Regions from separate parts of the Mus musculus genome. Here regions 2 and 3 are each linked to region 1. Evidence: chromatin contacts called from public ChIA-PET and HiChIP or PLAC-seq data. All regions are on one chromosome and are shown on one strand. Each heading gives the region's core, a stretch centred on a gene start, on an enhancer-like site or on the middle of the called end of the contact. The rest is flanking DNA. Distances are from core to core; before and after follow the strand shown. Region 1 overlaps Atm (ataxia telangiectasia mutated). Region 2 holds the start of Acat1 (acetyl-Coenzyme A acetyltransferase 1). Region 3 holds the start of Ddx10 (DEAD box helicase 10).

Region 1 (2,938 bases), core at 334-2,833:
TGGAAGCAAAAGACCTGAGAGTACAAAAGCTACTGTCAGTTATGAAAGAAGGCATGAGGTTGCAGGGAGGACACCTCCCGCAGGGGAACAGAGGGCAGACATGATCAGTAAGTTTACATATATGCACATGCCTTAATATATATCAATATATTACATATATCAATATGCCTTAATAATTAGAATAAAAAGAAAATTAAGCTCTGAGTGATATTGCATTGGGTTAGCTATAGAAAACAACATTCTGTATATTTCCAAAAGCCCGATAAAAAGGGCTGTGGAGAGTCTTACCATAAACAAACTATATACACTTGGGGCTGGAGAAACGGCATAGTGGTTAAAAGTGCTGACTGCTCTTCCAGAAGACCAAGGTTCGATTCCCAGCACTGACATGATGGCTCACTACTATCTAACTCCATTTCTAGGGAATCTAATCCCACCTTCTGGCATGCAAGTGGTACACAGACATAAATGCAGGCAAGACACACATACACATCAAACACAACCTCAGAAAACCCTTGAGGAGAAATGCCCTGATTGGAACATTACACAACTTACACACTTCAATGTATTCCATTAATATGAGTACATTTTTAGGCTTTTAAAGCATTAAAAAGAAAAAGAAAAAAACTCTCACAAAGCATACAATATCTCATTTCATATGCTTATTAGGAAGAAAGTCGAATCATCTCTTTTCTTGAATTACTGGGATTGATGGTATATACTGTCAATCTCAAGAAATTATACATTGTGGGAAATAAAAGGTTAACAACAACAAAACCAAAAGGACCAACCACTCCATTCTGGTTTTATACTTAAAAGTACTAGGGACAGAGTTTAAAGAGATGCCTATATCCCCGTGTGTATTAAGATGGCACACTATCGCTGGGACATTATATGAGGTAAATAAGTCGTAGGACTCCATTGGGTTCTATGGTGAGACGGTATCATGCCACGGACATAAAGCGGCACCGGGGTTCCATTTTATGAATTCAAAGAGCATAATCCATGCCCTCCCCTACCCCCCCCCTGCACTGGCCCACCTCCTAAAGATGTTGGAAGTGTATGGATGACTTAATCTTAGAAAACCTAACAGTGTGAGCAGGATAGTAACACACTCAGAAAAACGGTCATCTTCAGTAAGTACAGCAATGGCTCACTCACCACAGAACTTCACAGTATTCCAGGTATGAGAAGGAATTTCTTTAACAAAAAAAAAGTGACACAGATGCTTCACAAAACCCCTGCAGGAAAAGGGAACACACTGGCGCCTGAGCCCTAGCCATCAGCCACAGGACTTTCAAACATGACTGCTCTGTACTGCACCAAGCTGAGGATGCGGCCACGAGAGTAAAGGAGGACAAAGGAACAAAAGTAGCATAACATCTGGGAGGAAAAATGTTTACAGCATATAGGATCGCCTAAAACAGTGGTTCTCAACCTGTGAGTCGCAGCCCTTTCACAGGTCGCCTGAGACCACTGCAAACCACAGGTAATTTACATGGTGACTCCTAACAGTAGCAAGATCACAGTTCTGAAGCAGGAACAAAAGTAATGTTATGGTTGGGGTTCACCACCACATGAGGAACTGAGAACCACTGCTCCCAAAGAACCCATGCACGTTTCTAGAAAGAATAAGACTTTATCTCTGTCTACTGGATGAAACGTCAGTGGTGAGTAACACATTTCAAATACTAAGAAAAGTCTGAAGAGAGAGCTTATCAAAACTATGACGGTACCTAGGGAGAAATGTAATGTAAGTATGCATGACCCCCTCGGTAAGAACTGTAAGAATGGAACATTTCGGAAGGTCTAGGAATGAAGGGAAGTCCTCAGAGGAGCTCTAACCATCAGTGGAACAGTGATGACAAAAAGTGACTGGTGACAGAGCAGATTAGCAATAATAGCATGTAGCCAGGAGAGGAAGAGAAACACTGTGAAACACTCAGCCGTCGTCGTGACTACTCAAGAGAAGGAAACCACACCAAAAACCAAACCAAACCAAAAAACATGTAAAGAAACGTGTTGCGTCCCTAGTTGTTACAGCCGTTTTGTACCTAACAATAAAAGATTTTTTTTTTTTTTAGTTTAAAAATATATACAAGGCAAAAATCACCTGGTTTAGAACTTCTGCTTTTGAACAATACACTACTAACTACACACTCTTACTCCCACTATACATAAAACCACCCATCCTGTTAGAGCAAAGTTGGGGTTTTACTCCAAGGAATAATTTTCATTATATGAGATCTTTACCAATTCTGAACCCAACCTTTCTGGAAATGTTGACTACAGTGTATACAAAATTCATTTTGCTTAGAAGCTGCACAGAGGAACATGAAACCCTCAAAAGGAAGGAATTTATTTTAAAACATGATAAAAATAAAATACCACATTTAGGATATTAGGATCTTTAGTTTTTTAGATTTGAGAAAAGTCAACTAGATTATAAGTGAAAGAACAGTGTTCATTTGCCTTCCTGTTACAAGGTAATTAAGAAAATTGTCAGACTCACAGCCTGGAATGTAATGTCCTGGACTGCCTACTGATTCCACTGCAGCAGCCACCCGCCTCTTTCCTGGACTCTGAGCTCACTGTTGTCTCCCTAGGAACTAGCCCCATGCCTGGCACACACAATACTCAAGTATTTCATAAAATGGACATACGGTTGTATAGTCAGCATATACTTCCACAGTTCTTTATTTAAAACAAACTGATAATTCAGGAAACAGCATAACTGAAAAACATTTACTAGCACTAAACAAATCTACATAACATACATAATTTTACTAAGGTGCAACTAAAACATTTGATATGGCACATTTTCTATTTCATACTGACCTTCTACTTAAAAAGAAAGACAGTTATTATAAACCTTAAGGTGCTCTAAGTTCCTTTTTGCGTTTATTCCTTTTATCACATCTAAAGTTGAGATGGATTT
Region 2 (2,742 bases), core at 235-2,734, 170 kb after region 1:
GGGCGGGGAGAGAGGCAAGAAAAGGGAGGGGAGGAGAAGGAAGGGTCAGAAGGAAAAAGGCACACGAGTCTTTCTTGGGAACACTTTTTTTTTTTTATGCATATGAGTACACTGTAGCTGTCTTCAGACACACCAGAAGAAGGCATCAGATTCCTTTTTTTACAGATGGTTGTGAGGCACCATGTGGTTGCTGGGAATTGAACTCAGGACCTTTGGAAGAACAGTCAGTGCTCTTAACCACAGAGCCATCTCTCCAGCCCCGGGAACACTTATTTTACGAGTGAGGTTCTGCCCATCTCCAGATGAGAAAATAGACTATCCCTCTGGCTTTCCTATTACTGCAGTCACCCAGTACTTATTGTTTTTTTATCTTTCGGAGACTGGGTATCTCCAAATTGCCCACGTGGGTTGAAATCCTTGATCTCAAGCTCCTCTTGCCCGAGCAGCAACTCAAGTAAGATTCATTTTATAGTTTGTTTGCCCTCAGCTTCCAGCTCCAAGCCTCGGGCCCTCAATTATTCTTTCACAATCTCTTGCAGAGCAATGCTCTCTTTCAGCTCCTATTGCCAGAACTACCCGTTTCGGCGAACCCTGATTTTCTCAGAAACAAAACCACGCAAACCTAACTCCAGACTCTTAAAGACTGACCGACAAAGTCTAGAATGTCACCTTTGGAAAGTACAAAGTGTTCGCCGAACACAACCATCAGAAGCGAGGCACTCACTTCAAATAAAAATTATTTCTTGTACTGTCTCAGTAGCCATCTTGTTAGTTTTAAGACAATCTTCTGATTGCCATATAGTGCCTGAGCTCTGATTAAGACAATTAATTAAACCAATGATTAGCCAGGTGGTGGTTCATGCCTTTAATCCCAGCACTCTGCAGGTGGAGGAAGACCAATGAGCTCGAAGCCAGCCTGATCTTGAGAGAGAGAGAGAGAGAGAGAGAGAGAGAGAGAGAGAGAGAGAGCGTTCCAGGGCAGCAAGGGTTCCACAGAAAAACCAGTGGAACAAAATACAAACCAAACCCCAAAACTCAAACCAATCAAACAAAAAAACAAGGAAAAGGAAATCACAAGGTCACAAAAACGTCTTAGAAACTCCTGGGCCTACAGAGAGACTCAGCTCTCTGCAGTCTGGGATCGCGCCTGGTCAGGCCCAAGCTTTGCTGCACAGCTGATGCGGAGCGTGACAGTAGCACAGACTGACAGGTGGACTGACACACGACGGCGCAGGCACTCGATCCCCAAGGCGCTGGTGCTGAGCGCTGTGGCCCACGAGGACGGACCTCGCGGGCGGCTGGTGGGCTCCCCGATCCCGGCCCACCCCCGGAATCGACCCTGCTCACCTGCAGCAGCCCGCGAAGCAGAGGCCTGCGGACGACGCCGTGCAGAGCCACCAGGGCAGCCATGGAGACGCGAAAGGCTGTCAAGGGCAGAGAGACGCGCCGCGGCCTCCACTTCCCCACCGCAGAGCTTGCGACGTCGTGGCGGGCACCGCCCCGACCCTCTCCTCCAATAGCAGTCCAAGATCGCTGCGCTTGGCGGCGATTGGCCCGTAGCCAGAGGGCGGGGCCTGGCGCTTGGCCCGAGGACTGAGCTGAGGCTCTCCTGGACCAAAAAAAAAAAAAAAAAAAAAAAAAAAAAAGGACTAATGACCACGTGGCTTGACACCTAGGTGGTGCACGCTAAACTGTTGATTGTTGATGCCAGTTGTTTCTGCCTCCAGATGCCTGTAGTTTTCGTGCAGTCCGAGACTTTCCATTCACTTTGCCGTGCCTGATCAGGTGACTGTATTACCCAGACAAAGGATGTTGGTAAATGTTTCCAGCAATTCCCATTATATTCATTTATAATACAAATAAACCAATTTCTTACGTTAAAAGAATGTTGAAGTTGTTTTTCTGTAGGATGCTAAGTAAAATACATATTACTATCTAAACTTCACTGAGTAATAATAAGATTACATCAACTTTCAAAGAAACTCCCCGCAGGCTGGGTGTGATGGGACACACTCAGGAAAGAGGCAGGTGGATCTCTATGAGTTCGACGCCAGCCTGGTCCACATAGCGAGTCCCTGAACAACTAAAACTACAGACGGAGACCCTGTCTCCAAATAATTAAAACAAAACAGAAACAGTGCATTAACTGATATTACATGATAATTCTCACATTTGTGTAACCCATTGCTAAGGCTAGTTGGAGGATTGTTTTGCTTAGGTTTTGTTTGGTTAGTTTTTAGATAGGGTCCCACGGTGTAGCTCTGGCTATCCTGGAATTCACTATGTAGACCAGGATGGTCTTGAGCTCACAGAGATCTTTCTGTCTTTGCCTCCCTAGTGCTGGTATTAAAAGCACTATGCCAGGCCATTTGCTGACTTTGAATCTTCAGTTGGGGATAGCAGATCTTTCTGCTTGTGACATTAATTTTCCTTGATGTAAAACAAAAGGCACAACATACAAATTGAACAATTTACTTCAAGTCGACTTGTTTCATGTAATTGTGTGCACTCCTGTGTAGGCCAAGGGTAAACCTCAGATAACTCCCTCTGAGACTCTCTGCTGCTTTTTGTTTGGTGTTTTTTGTTTTGTTTTGTTTTTGTTTGTTTTGTGAGACAGGGTCTATCTCTCCTTGCACTAGAATGGCTGGCTAATAAGCCACCATCTCTACTCCTTCAACCCTATCCACCCATCCATGGAACTGGGGCTACAATCAAGGGCCACCACGCCTAGCTCTTTACATG
Region 3 (2,700 bases), core at 161-2,660, 190 kb before region 1:
CAAGATAGCAAGTAATGACTTTTAATTCCAGGATGATTCTACCTATTAAATCCCAAACTAGAAAGGTGGCATTCACTGGAAAGGTGAGAAAGGTAGATGAATGCTGGAAAATATGGGTTTTAAGAGGATGGATAGAAGTAACATTCCTAAGGGGCAGACACCTAGGGCAGGAAAACACGCCAGCTTGTCTAAGTGTTAACTATGAGACTACTCATCTAGGAACACTGGCTACAAGATGCTGATGTCAGGAAGAGGCAAACACATTCCATTGTCTTTCCACTGATTCTTGGTGAAAACCATGAAGACAATGAGACAAAGAACAAAAGATGATGCTAAGGGACAGAGCCAATTCCCAACTTAAAGATCGAGAGCTGTGGAAACAGACACAGGTCTAGGTTCCAATTCCACACTACTAGATGTGGGAAATTAGGGCCAGTTTCTTATCCTCTCCAAACTCTACAGTTCTTATCCGTTAAATGGACTACTAGGATCCATCCACACCTCAAGATAGGGGCAAAGAATATAAAACATGGAGAGTACTTAAAGATATTTCTATTATTTTAAACATTTCCCACGAACAACAGCGTTTTCTTACATCACTCCAGATTTTAGCTTATTTATTTCATTTTTGAGACCAAGTTTCACGTATCACTGACTGACCTCGAACTTGCTATAAAGCCTTGGATGACTTTGCACCTCTGATCCCCCTGCCTCCACCTCCTTAGTGCTCAATATGTGCCCGGTTTATGTGGAGCTGGGGATTGAACCCAGGACTTCCTGCGTGTTGGGCTAGCACTCTACTGAAGGCTCTCACTCCATCCGCTAGGTTCTTTCCACAGCGGTCACTATTGCCTCTCTGTTCTGTCACCACTGCTGCACCACATGTCCCTACCCGGAGTGTCACCGCATTTCTATCACTTTTCCCAGCACTGCGGAAAGTAGAAGAGTCAGACCTGGGTAGCGACACCCAACAGACCACTAGTGAGGCCCCGTTGGCCGGGTCCGCCCCTTTCCCACACCACCCTGACCCTAAGTCCACCACAGCGGCAACACCTCCGGGCTGCACCCACCCTCGCTCCCCAGAGCCCCGCCGAACGTGCCCCGAGCCCACCTCACCTTCTCGTAGTTTTGCATGAGGCGGCTGATCCCCTCGCGCTCGACCTGCCATTCCGGCTTCTTTAGCTGCTTCCTCCGCTCCTTCTTTTGGTGCTGCCTGTGGCTGTGTTTTTTCTTCCAGCGATTAAAGCTCCGCACCGGGTCGGGTCGGGTTCCCTGACCCAGAGAAGCAACCGTTTTGCCCATGGCGGGGGCTGCCAGGACCCACGACGCCGCTACACGGGAGCCTCCTCGCTCCTCAAGGCACAGCACGGAAGACGCGAAACCAGCGTGTGGAGAAGGCGCAGGGGCGCACGCGCAAGTCCGGGAACCCGCCCCCAAGCTGGGGAGAGTGGGCACACATTAATGACGACAGGCAATGCGCGGACGATGATTGGTGATTTGGCTTCCGCTGGGCGGGGCGATCTTAAGACGCCAGGGGAAAGCGTGCACGGAGGAACTGGGCGTGCTCCACTGCTTCCGAGAGTGCTTGGGGCTTCCGGAAACAGCGCAAGTACACTGCTTATTGCTAGTATGGTGAAGTCATACTCAGCGTAAAGTACTGCTTTTCATTTACTCTGGATTCAAGTGTGCCCAACATTCGCGAGTACACTGCTATACGTTATAGAGTATGTAGGTCGTAGTTACTTTGTAGATCAGACTGGCCTCAAATTTATAAGAATTCACCTGCCTCCTGAATACTCTAATTTCAGTTAAATGCCACCGTGTTGACTCAAAATGCTTTAAAGCAAACTTTTCAATTAACAAAAAGTTACATAATACAGAAAAATACACTTACACATAGACATCGTAAAGATGCCTCTGGAGAGCATCCTAAACATCAATCACCATTTATCTTACAAAGTGTCAAAAACAAACAAAACAAAACAAAACAAAAACCAAACCCTGAGATGATTACTGTGTTAGTCACTGAACTATTACTGTGAAGAGACACCATGACCAAGGCAACTTTTATAGAAAGAAGCATCATTTAACTGGGCTGGCTTACAGTTTCACAGGTTTAGTCCATTATCATCATGACAGGGAAGGCATGCCAGCATCCAGGTGGGCACTGGAGCAGTACCTAAGAGCTGCATCCTGATCCATAGGCAGGACACAGACACACAGACACACACACACACACCTGCGTGCGCACGCACACGCACGTACGCACGCATGAACAGCGACACTGTGCCTGGCATGGACTTTTGAAACTCCAAAGTTTTGAAACTGTGACTCCAAATATATGAGCCTATGGAAATCATTCTTATTCAAACCATCACATTTACTCTCAGTTTTAACAACTGGGTGGCCTTAACTGAATATTCACATTGTATATTTTATAGTGATTTTTTTTTTCAAGACAGGGTTTCTCTGTGTAGCACTGGCTGTTCTGGAACTCACTCTGTAGACCAGGCTGGCCTCGAACTCAGAAATCCACCTACCTCTGCCTCCCAAGTGCTGGGATTAAAGGCGTGTGCCACCACTGCCCAGCTATAATGATTTTTAAGTTAAGTAAATGTTTATTTCCACGACTATGACTATAGCTATAAGTTAAACCAAGATTTTTTTTCATATTTTCCATCACTACACTTTTTTTGTTTT

Evidence for each region. ChIA-PET counts read pairs in DNA pulled down with a chosen protein or histone mark. HiChIP or PLAC-seq counts read pairs in DNA pulled down with a chosen protein or histone mark.
Region 2: an RNA polymerase II ChIA-PET map of memory CD8 T cells shows a contact between it and region 1, with 57 read pairs. The contact joins the promoter of Acat1 here to the enhancer-like site in region 1. A contact is called at or near these places in 2 of 484 Hi-C or Micro-C datasets (B cells and granulocyte-monocyte progenitors), 1 of 115 datasets of contacts at active chromatin or transcription factors (memory CD8 T cells) and 4 of 9 other capture datasets (adipose tissue, embryonic stem cells, liver and 1 more).
Region 3: a contact with region 1 is called in an H3K4me3 HiChIP or PLAC-seq map of the SCID.adh cell line, with 14 read pairs. The contact joins the promoter of Ddx10 here to the enhancer-like site in region 1. A contact is called at or near these places in 7 of 39 promoter capture datasets (the C10 cell line, the HPC-7 cell line, the SN4741 cell line and 4 more), 1 of 15 datasets of contacts at CTCF or cohesin (embryonic stem cells), 6 of 484 Hi-C or Micro-C datasets (CD4 T cells, bone marrow-derived macrophages, cortical neurons and 2 more), 18 of 115 datasets of contacts at active chromatin or transcription factors (CD8 T cells, DN3 thymocytes, the SCID.adh cell line and 8 more) and 4 of 9 other capture datasets (adipose tissue, embryonic stem cells, liver and 1 more).

What each region holds. Positions count from the first base shown.
Region 1 is chr9:53,434,453-53,437,390 of GRCm38.p6, forward strand. It overlaps Atm (ataxia telangiectasia mutated), which reads right to left. Exons shown (of 63, transcript NM_007499.3): 63 at 2,670-2,938. Among named protein-coding and RNA genes, the nearest start is that of 4930550C14Rik, 31 kb to the left of the region's middle. Within about 2 kb of position 1,584, at least 25 of the 459 cell types and tissues checked have an H3K27ac peak or open chromatin away from gene starts, as enhancers often do. A contact at or near this core is called in B cells, CD8 T cells, the SCID.adh cell line and 2 more, where this site is marked.
Region 2 is chr9:53,608,866-53,611,607 of GRCm38.p6, forward strand. Acat1 (acetyl-Coenzyme A acetyltransferase 1) reads right to left here and starts at 1,485. Exons shown (of 12, transcript NM_144784.3): 1 at 1,348-1,485. The coding sequence starts at 1,410.
Region 3 is chr9:53,246,702-53,249,401 of GRCm38.p6, forward strand. It overlaps Ddx10 (DEAD box helicase 10), which reads right to left and starts at 1,411. Exons shown (of 18, transcript NM_029936.2): 1 at 1,117-1,411. The coding sequence starts at 1,302.